2 separate regions of the Sus scrofa genome follow, and region 1 is linked to region 2. A link is a contact called in public HiChIP or PLAC-seq data. All regions are on one chromosome and are shown on one strand. The core of a region is the stretch at or near the end of the contact, and the rest is flanking DNA. Distances in the headings are between cores, read along the strand shown.

Region 1 (4,482 bases), core at 1,939-4,438, 120 kb before region 2:
TCGAGGGAGCTGTGGCCTTGGGAACATTTGCCCCCTCCATCATGGCTTTTTATTTTTGCTGTGCCTGTGGCATACAAAAGTTCCTCGGCCAGGATTTGAACCTGTGCCACAGCAGCAATCTGAGCCACTGCGGTGACACCACCAGATCCTTAACCCACTGTGCCACAAGAACACTCCTCTATCCTGGCTTTTATCCCCCACGATCCCCATCCTGGGCTTCCTGACTCCCTTTCATCTCCTAAAATGAAAGAAACTCTAGAGTTCCCGCTATGGTGTAGTAAGTTAAGAATCCAACAGCAGCAGCTCAGATAGCTGCAGAAGCCTGGATTGGATTCCCTGTCAAACACGGTGGGTTAAAGGATCTGGCATTGCTGCAGCTGTGGCGTAGGTGACCTGTGGCTGCAGCTTAGATTCAGTCCCTGGCCTAGGAAATTCCATATGCTGCTGGTGTGGCAAGGAAAGGGAAGGGAAGGAAAAGAAAGAGGAAGGAAGGAACTCAAGAAAACGCTTAAACTGAAGCCAAATTGACACACACCCCCCAATCCAATTCCATGGCCCCATCTGTCTCTTGTACCCTTCTCTTGGTCCCCCAGGCACTATCTTCCATGTTTCCTCCCTCATCCCACATCCCTGCAGGAGCCAAGTTCAGCCCAATTAACTTAAGGAACTCCTCCTCCATCAGGCCTGACCCCATGAGAAAGGGGTGAGCCTCGAGAGCCTGGAGGAACGCTCTGACTCCTCTCCTCTCATCCTCACTCAGGACAGGTGGGAGGCCACCCACTTCAGTCCTTCCCCCTTCAAGTCTGGCTTCCTCACCCTGGCCTGTGTTCCCAGGGCTCAGCACACCCCGGGATCCTGGCAGGCGTTTGCAGGATGAATAAAAGAATAAACCAAGGAACATGAAACTAAAGGTGCCAGGAGCAGAGACTGCTGGCTGGAAGAGGCTCCCTCCACTCTGGCTGGCCCAGCAGTGAGTCACACGCTCTCCACACCCCCAAGGCAAAGCTCTGAAAACCATTAGCAGGCCATTAGCTCTGACTCAAGCCCAGATGGCACAGAGCAGGCTTTCGTCACCCCACTGCAGAGTTCACACACCGGGTGCCCCTTGGACCAGCAGCCTGGACTCTGGTACCCAACACCCCCAGCGAGATCCCATCTCAGACCTCCTGCCATGGCCCTGTCTGGGCCAGGCTGTGAGTGGAAGCTCCTTGTGGGGGCGGGGGGTGGAGGGGTGGACTTTGGCTCTAGGCCTCGTACCTCCAGGGACAGGCTCACCGTAGGCTGCGGATAAATGTCAAAGGAAGGAAAACGGGGCCATTCACCGCTCTTTAGGTGCCAGCAGCTTAAGCACACAGATGTGTTCAGGTCACACAGCCCTTTGCAGATGAGGAAATAAATGCAGGCAAAGACGTTGCAACTTCCTTAAAGACCACACGGCTATTTTGGTAGCAGGGACCCAGGGTTGGTTCGAATCGTGGCCTTTTGCTCTCAAGGCCATGTTCCTCCCACCAACCAGAAAAACTCCAACGGATATGGGGCCTGGAGCAGGCAACCTTGGCGGTGTCCCTGCAGTTAAAGCCCCTCCTCTCTCCCCACCGGGCTGAGTCGCGGAGGGCTGCAGCTCCTGCTGGGCCTCCAAGGGGCTCCCTCCTGAGCTGTTGCTATGGCTGGGTCTCTGCCTCTCAGATGCCCAGGATGGGCAAGAGGGAGACTTCTTCTGAGACGACCTGGGTGGGCCTCCTGATTCTACCCCAAACCCCGAGGACCTCCTCCTTTTGATGGGAGCACTGGGGCCCAGAGCAAACAGCCAGAGTTCAAGACCCAGGACACACTCTGGAAGGACCAAGGGTCCTGTGGCTGAGAAGAGAGGCAGAGTCAGTGAGCCTGGCAAGGGGGAGATGACTCACACTTGGCCCCAAAGCAGGCAGAGCTGGTAAAGAAAGTGGACTCGTGGTGGGAATTTAGACAGGACGGAGGCTGTCAGGGGGCAGGGCCTGAGGCAGGTTCACGGAGCCCACCCTGCCTCAGCAAGCATGCTCAGGTGTCTGAGAGGCAGCATTTTCAGGCCCCAATCACAGTCAGCTGATTCCAGCTGCCTGAGCTCAGCCTTCCAGCATTCTGTGTCCCTCGCAATCATTCAGCCTCTCTGAGAGTCCCTTTCTCCTGATCATTGCCCGCTTCAGAAGACCATGATGGGAGTTCCCGTCGTGCCTCTGTGGAAATGAATCCAACAAGTATCCGTGAGGATGCAGTTTCGATCCCTGGCCACGCTCAGTGGGTTAAGGATCTGGCGTCGCCATGAGCTGTGCTATGAGTCGCATACATAGCTCAGATCTGGTGTGCTGTGGCGTAGGCCAGCGAGCGGCTGCAGCTCTGGTTCAACCCCTAGCCTGGGAACCTCCATATGCCATGGATGTGGCCCTAAAAGATAAGAAATAAAAAAAGACTATAATGCTAATGGAATGCGGTGATGTGTGTGAGCAAAGCACTGCCCAATAGAGCCTATGGAAGAAATGGAGAGAAGACATTCAATTAACATTTGTGGAAAGGAACTATTCCTACTGATGGCTGGATGTTGGGTTTGCAGCTTTTGCCTGGTTAGATTTGGGTTCAATTTCCCCCCATCTCCTCCTTCTCCCATCTGACTTGTGCTTGGGTGGTGGATTAATCACAGCGAACACTAACTGAAGGCCTAGTATATGCTAGATTAGTCCTTCTCAAAGCTCGCCCCCCTCCACTCCCGACAGACTGTAGCAACATCTCCTGAAATGCAAATTAGAAAGGCAAATTCTTGAGCCTCGCCCCAGACGGACTGATTCAGAAACTCCCGGCATGGCCCAGTGACTAGTATTTTAATAAGTCCTCTGGCGACATGAATGCATGCTAAATCCAGTGTGTGCAGTGTTTTACCTGAGCGCCTCACTTAATTCCACAAAAGCCTAAGGAAGCAGGGGTTAAGAGCTCTGATTTACAGAGGAGAAACCAGTTCAGAGACGTTAGTGACTCAGCCCAGATCCCCACCTGGCAAGGAACTCTGGGTCTGCGGGACCCCCTGCACCATTGCCCTTCCCGCCACTGTCAAAACACCTCCCAGAAGTGGGTGTTTTTGTTCCCAGAGGGCTTCCCACGTGGGAGGCAGGAGTGACTGGTAAAGATGGAGTATTTCCCAAGCCTGGCTGAATAGACCTGTTGTGGTGACGGAGGATGACGACACCGTCAATGACGCATTGAGCTCCTACTGCTTGAAGGCATTGTTTTAGAGGTTTTGCAATTTAGCCTCCACCCAGCGTCATTATGGCGCTTTTACAGAGGAGAAAAAACTGAGGCTCAGAGAGGCTCCGGGACAAAAGCTCACAAGGCAAGGGGCAGGGCTCTGGCTCGCCCAGCTGGAAGGATCTTTCCCTCGAATATACTTCCCTCTAGAAGCTACTTCTCCGAGTCAGGCACATCTGGGCCTGGCTTCTCTGCACCCAGGCCCACTGTCCCTCCCAGCTCCCTGCCCAGGAAGACAGCCGGCTGGAACCCACCAGCGCGCGGGTGGCAAGAGCGAGAGACACCTGAGCCAGAGGTGCCCCAGAGGGACCTGGCAGCGGCCACACGATGGCGCTGCGGTTCAGGAGACTGGGGTCCTGCCTGACACCGTCTCCGAGGACCGAAGACCAGGACGCAGGACCTTGGGGGGATGGGACCCATCAGAACAGAGCTGCCCTCGCAAAGGACTCGACCCCGAGGGCGCAGAAAGAGGTCGTTGAGAATGCTCTTCCACTTCCACGGCACCGGGATCCCTCTCCCCTCCGTCCTCCTTCCCGCCTGGGGAACCGAGGCCTCTACAGGGAGCGCAGGACCCCGCGGCTGGCCTGGGACTCCGCAGTGACTCTCAGGCAGCACCCAGGAAAACTGTTTCTCCCTTCCTGGCCCTCCCTTCCTCTTTCCCCCTCAGCTCCTCCCCGGCCCAGCCAGCCTGTCCCAGCCCACTGCTCTCATATATTATAATTTTCAAAAATTGAAATATAGTGGATTTAACAATATTTTATAACATCGTGTTGGTTTCAGGTGCACTGAGTGATTGACTTCTATATATATCTTTTTTCAGAGTATTTTCCATTATAGGTCATTATAAGATATTGAATATGGTCATTATAAGATATTGAATATAGCTTAAATTATAATTTAAGCATGCTCACAATTTGAAGGGTTTTTTGTTTTTGTGTTTTTTAGGGCTGCACCTGCGGCACATGGAGGTTCCCAGGCTAGGGGTCTAATCGGAGCTGTAGCCGCCGGCCTTCGCCAGAGCCACAGCAATGCAGGATCCGAGCCGTGTCTGCGACCTACACCACAGACCACGGCAACGCCCATGGCAACGCCGGATTCTCAACCCACTGAGGGAGGCCAGGGATCGAACCTGCAACTTCACGGTTCCTAGTCGGATTCATTAACCACTGCGCCACGAAGGGAACTCCTGAAGATTTTAACTACTGCAAA
Region 2 (4,744 bases), core at 649-3,148:
TATTTGATTTAAAAATAAAACAGGCTGCTAACAATACAACATCACACCATTAATGTAAAAAACTAACGAACAAAAAATTTAAAAAAAAAGAGAGAGAGAGACAGATGTAAAGCCAAAAAACACAAGGACTATGCCCTCCAAAACAGTAAGTTACTTCCAGGATGCAAGAGGGATAGGGGATAGAAATTCAAAGACTTTTGCTTTATGCTATTTTTTCATAATGACAATATATTTTGTACATTAAATATAATTAAAAATAAGCTTAAATCAAATAACTGCTAATTATAAGTACATATTCTACACTTTTAAAACTTTAAAATAAAATCTTTACTTGATATATAGGCTTTGAAGAATTACCCAAGGATATAAATTATCTTTGTAATATTCATTGCACAATTGTATCAATATTATTTAAGAATGTGTTACTATACCATGTGGTTTTAGAGAAATATGTCTACATAATTAAAACCTCCACTTTCATCTGCTCTCGATTAAAATAAAACGCAAGTGAACTCCCTTGGCAGTTTGTCTCCACACTTTTTATCTTCTAATTCACTTTATCATCCATTAAAGGTATAAAAGGTTAAGCCAAGTTCCTCTTTTTCTGAAAGGTAATTAATCATATTTTCTAAGTACCTTAGCACTTCCTAGAAAGGGGTAAATTCTAAGATCATTACACAACAAAACAGTCTTCTCCCAAAAAACTACTAAAAACGTCCTCAGATAAGTCTCTTTTCTTCCCTTACTTGCAAAGAGGGAAAGATACAACAGCCACTGTATACAATACTGGGTTAGAGAATCATAATCCAGGGAGTGTTCCGTCCTTCTTCCACTGAACCTTAATTTTGTTTGCATTATGGTCATTTACACACAAAAAGGTACTACATTATAAGCATTTTAACTTTTTTTTCCTGCATAAAAGTAGACTGTGTGCTTCCTTTCAACAAGCAGCAATCCCCCAATTTGTTGTCTTTCCCCAAAACACTTTTTTCAGGGCTTTGCAGAATATTTGAGAAAGGAAGGAGAAATGTATTATAAGGGCCAGTGTGTGATCTTGGTGAAGTTTATAATCAAGACAGCTTCCTTATCTACTTTAGACTTACAGGGAAATTATTTTCACTCTCTTTTCAAGATGTTCTAAAACAAGCAAAAGGAAAGACCAAAAGCTGGTGATTGACTGACTTTCAGAATTACCCTTCCCTGGAGAATTTCTCAGTCTCTGTCTGCACTCCAATAGCGAAGCAACTAAACACTGCCTGTCTGTTGAGGCCTTAAAATATGGCTAGTCAGGAAGGAGATGAGCTGTTAAGATCCCAGATTTGAAAAGCTTCGTATGAACAAAAGAATGTAAAATATCTTGTTCATTTTTTAACTATTACAAGTTAAAAGTCTATCTTGGATATATTAGGTTAAATAAATATTATTAAAATTAATTTCACCTATTTTTTTCTTTCTTTTAATTTCAAATTACATACGTGGCTCGCCTTGTATTTTTCTGCGGGACAGCACTAGCCCAAGTAACTAACAAGTAACTAACAATACTCAGCGGCCTCTCAGCATCTGTTTCGCTCCCCCGCGTTTCTCCTGGTGCTTCTATCCAAAGGTGGGGCACCGTTAACTCGGCCTGACCGTTTCTGCCTGGGGTGTGGAAAAACGGAGTGATAAGACAAGAGACGGCTAAGAGGCCCGTACCCACTGCGCATCTCGCAGCACGGGCTCGCGAATCTCCTCTGGCAGCGCGTCCCCGAGTTTTTGCACGAAGCTGCCGCACAGTTCTAGCATTTCCATCACCGCCCGCTTCGAGGTGCAGCGCACCCGGAAGTCTTTTCGGGAAGCGGCAGGGACCAACGTCCTCTCGTCGGTCCTGGCCACTCTCTCCACGTCCCGCAGAGGAGAAGGAGCCCTCTCCATGTTTCCAGCTTGAACTATGGGCGGGAACTCTGAGGGCGGAAGTGCGGGTTTCCAGGGAGGAAGGAGCACGCGTCCGGCCGGAAACTCGTTCCGCCCGGGCAGCAGCGTTCCGGCTGAGGCCCCGCGGGCGAGTCGAGGGAGTCCTTGGCTGCGGTGATGGGGTCGGTGGGCGTAGGGCTGGTGGACTGTCACTGTCACCTCTCCGCCCCGGATTTTGACCACGTATGTGAGGGCGAGGTTTGGCCCTTGGGAGCGGGGAGGACCCCGTTCTTTCTCTTCGGGTTATCCCCCAGTCTTTCCAGGCCCCTATCTATGGTCCCATGCGATTTGCTCCTTAACTCTGTATTTAATCTCAGTCACACCGATTTTTCTTTCTTACCCTAAAAAGCCATAATCTCTTCTTGGCACCGATTTGCTGTTTCGGGCCACTGGAGTCCTTCCTACCTACCCAGCCTTTGCCCAGCTGTTTAACCTCTCAGCTCCTGGCCGAGAACCCAGTTTCCACAGGACGCATGCTCGCTGCGATACCCTATGTGCTCCAGTTCTAGTGGCAAAAGGAGCAAACAAAAACCAACACACACACATACGTAATTTCAAAGTGTTTTACCCGCCACTTTGGAAACAAGAGGCTGAGAAACGAGAAAAAGATCAGAGTCGCTTTTAGGGGGAAAGCTTCTCAAGAGGGGACAGTGACGTTGGGGCTGGAAAGACTAAGCGGTGTGTGCATGGTGGTGAGGAAAGCAGGCAGGTTGCAGGTTTCTAGACTGGACAGAATTTGGCGCAGTCAAGCTACTGAAAGACTGGGTGGGGCCTGATGAGCTAGACAGAGAGAAGCGAGCATAAAACAAGACTGAAGAGGTTTGCAGGGGATAGGTGAGGTAGGAGTTCGAATTTCATTAGAAGCGCAATAGGGATCCAGTAAAGGGAGTCGTTTATTGGTTTGTTTTTTAAAGAGAGTAACGAGACCTGATACCGTTTGAAAAACCACTTTGCTGAAAGGTCTCGTGTGTCGCAGCTGGAGGCACAATCCGCGACGGCAGCCTGGGTTCCATCCCTGGCCGGGGAACTTCCATATGCTGGGGGTGCGGCCAAAAAACAAAAACAAAACAAACAAAAAAACTGCTTTTCTGATGTGTGGCAAATAGATAAAGGAGAGCAAGAGTGGAAGGTGGAAGACCAGTTTGGAGGCTTTTGCAGTATTTAGACAAAAGATGATGGTGGTTCCAGGGGAAGTTGAGAAAAGCAGATGAGATGGATTCAAGGTATACTTTAAAGGTAGAATCTTTCCTACGTGCTGAGAGGAATTGGATGTGGAGAGGGAGGGGAAAGGAGAACTTGAGGATACTGAAGAGAGATGGTGGGGCTGTTTACTGAGATGGGGAAAACTGAGGTTTGAAGAAAGAATAGTTTTTTGGGGGGAGGGAAAATAGTTAGATTTAGTACTTGCTGAAGCCTAATATCCATCCCAATGAAGATGTCATAGAGTCATTTTAAACTGAATCTTGGGTTCAGGAGAAAATGATAGACTGGAGATAAAAACTGGGGACTCATTAGCATAATGAGCATTGTAATGAGAGCACTTCTGGTGAGTACAGAGAGAGAAGCATAGAGTCCTGAATTTAGAGGAGAGAGAGCCAGTCAAGGAGACTGAAGAGTAGCAGCCAGCTGGAGAGGAGTAATTCTAGAAGCCAAGAGTGGAAAATATTTCAAGAAGGAAGGAAAGGACAAGAAGGAAGGAAAGGACAAGTGAGGAGTTTCTAATGCTGCTGAGGGATAGGGTAGGAAGACAGAGAAAAGTCGTTTTATTTGACAATAACAGTTTCTCTTTTGGTGGAATGGGAACAGAAGTCAGATTTTACTGAGAGAGTAAATGGAATATGGGTCAGCGTAGGCTCTTCATATTCCATCACCCTCTTCCTTGCCATCATTGTCAATCTTTATGGTGCCTCAGCTCCACTGATATACACAGCCAAAGAAGAGTTACTTATTCATCTAAAATGACTGTGATTACTTATGCTTATTTTAGGATCTGGATGATGTGTTGGAGAAAGCCAAGAAAGTAAGCCAATATCTATAACTGCCTTTTTTTTTTCCTACTAATTTTGATCTAAAACACCTTGAAATTTAGATATACTGTGTTGATGTTGCTTCAAAAATAAGTTAATAATAAGCAACATTTATTAAGTATTTACCATGTGCGAAGCACTGAGCTAAGCCTGTGCTATACATCATCTCATTTAATGTTTTACAGCTACCTTCTGAGGAACCTACTATTTTATAACTAACCATTACCCATTTTATATCCTTTAATAACTAAGGCCTACAGATTAACTTGTCCAAAGACACATGACTAATAAAGTGGTGTAGACAAGACAGTCTGAATCCAAAGCATGTTCCCACAGCCACCATGCTTACCAGCAGTATGCAACAGGTTGTTCCATCCATCGATTCATAAATTAACATTATTCTGGAGACCTAAGAGAAATTATTAGAGTTTTCTGAAACATTTTGATTTGTTTGGGAAAAATATTAATTTTTGGAAATGTTAATGAAATTCGTTATAACTAGCATTTTGTGGTCTTCGTTGAATGTGACTGTCAGAAATGGTGCCATTTTCATATACAATCATCTTTCACTACAGTAGCTTAACCAGGAGTATGGGGTTTGGGGTTATACCAGACTAATGATCTTGGGCAAGTTATTTGACCCCATCCCAGACTCTGTCTTTTGACTCATACAATGGATTACAGCAGTGCCTATGTCATAGGAGTATGTAGTTTAAATGGGGTAATATTTATAGTCCCTGAAACATAGTAACTACTCAGTGATAGCC

The links. HiChIP or PLAC-seq counts read pairs in DNA pulled down with a chosen protein or histone mark.
Region 1: a contact with region 2 is called in an H3K27ac HiChIP or PLAC-seq map of alveolar macrophages. The contact joins the enhancer-like site here to the promoter of TATDN3 in region 2. A contact is called at or near these places in 1 of 5 promoter capture datasets (liver), 23 of 47 Hi-C or Micro-C datasets (alveolar macrophages, blood, embryonic fibroblasts and 11 more) and 2 of 2 datasets of contacts at active chromatin or transcription factors (alveolar macrophages and skeletal muscle).

Annotation. Positions count from the first base shown.
Region 1 is chr9:130,737,592-130,742,073 of Sscrofa11.1, reverse strand. No RefSeq gene overlaps it. Among named protein-coding and RNA genes, the nearest start is that of FAM71A, 28 kb to the left of the region's middle. Within about 2 kb of position 3,188, at least 43 of the 83 cell types and tissues checked have an H3K27ac peak or open chromatin away from gene starts, as enhancers often do. A contact at or near this core is called in alveolar macrophages, fetal liver, liver and 5 more, where this site is marked.
Region 2 is chr9:130,619,538-130,624,281 of Sscrofa11.1, reverse strand. It overlaps TATDN3 (putative deoxyribonuclease TATDN3), which reads left to right and starts at 1,898. Exons shown (of 13, transcript XR_002336028.1): 1 at 1,898-2,038; 2 at 3,938-3,970. It overlaps NSL1 (kinetochore-associated protein NSL1 homolog), which reads right to left. Exons shown (of 8, transcript XM_021063971.1): 2 at 2,519-2,540; 3 at 1,693-2,156.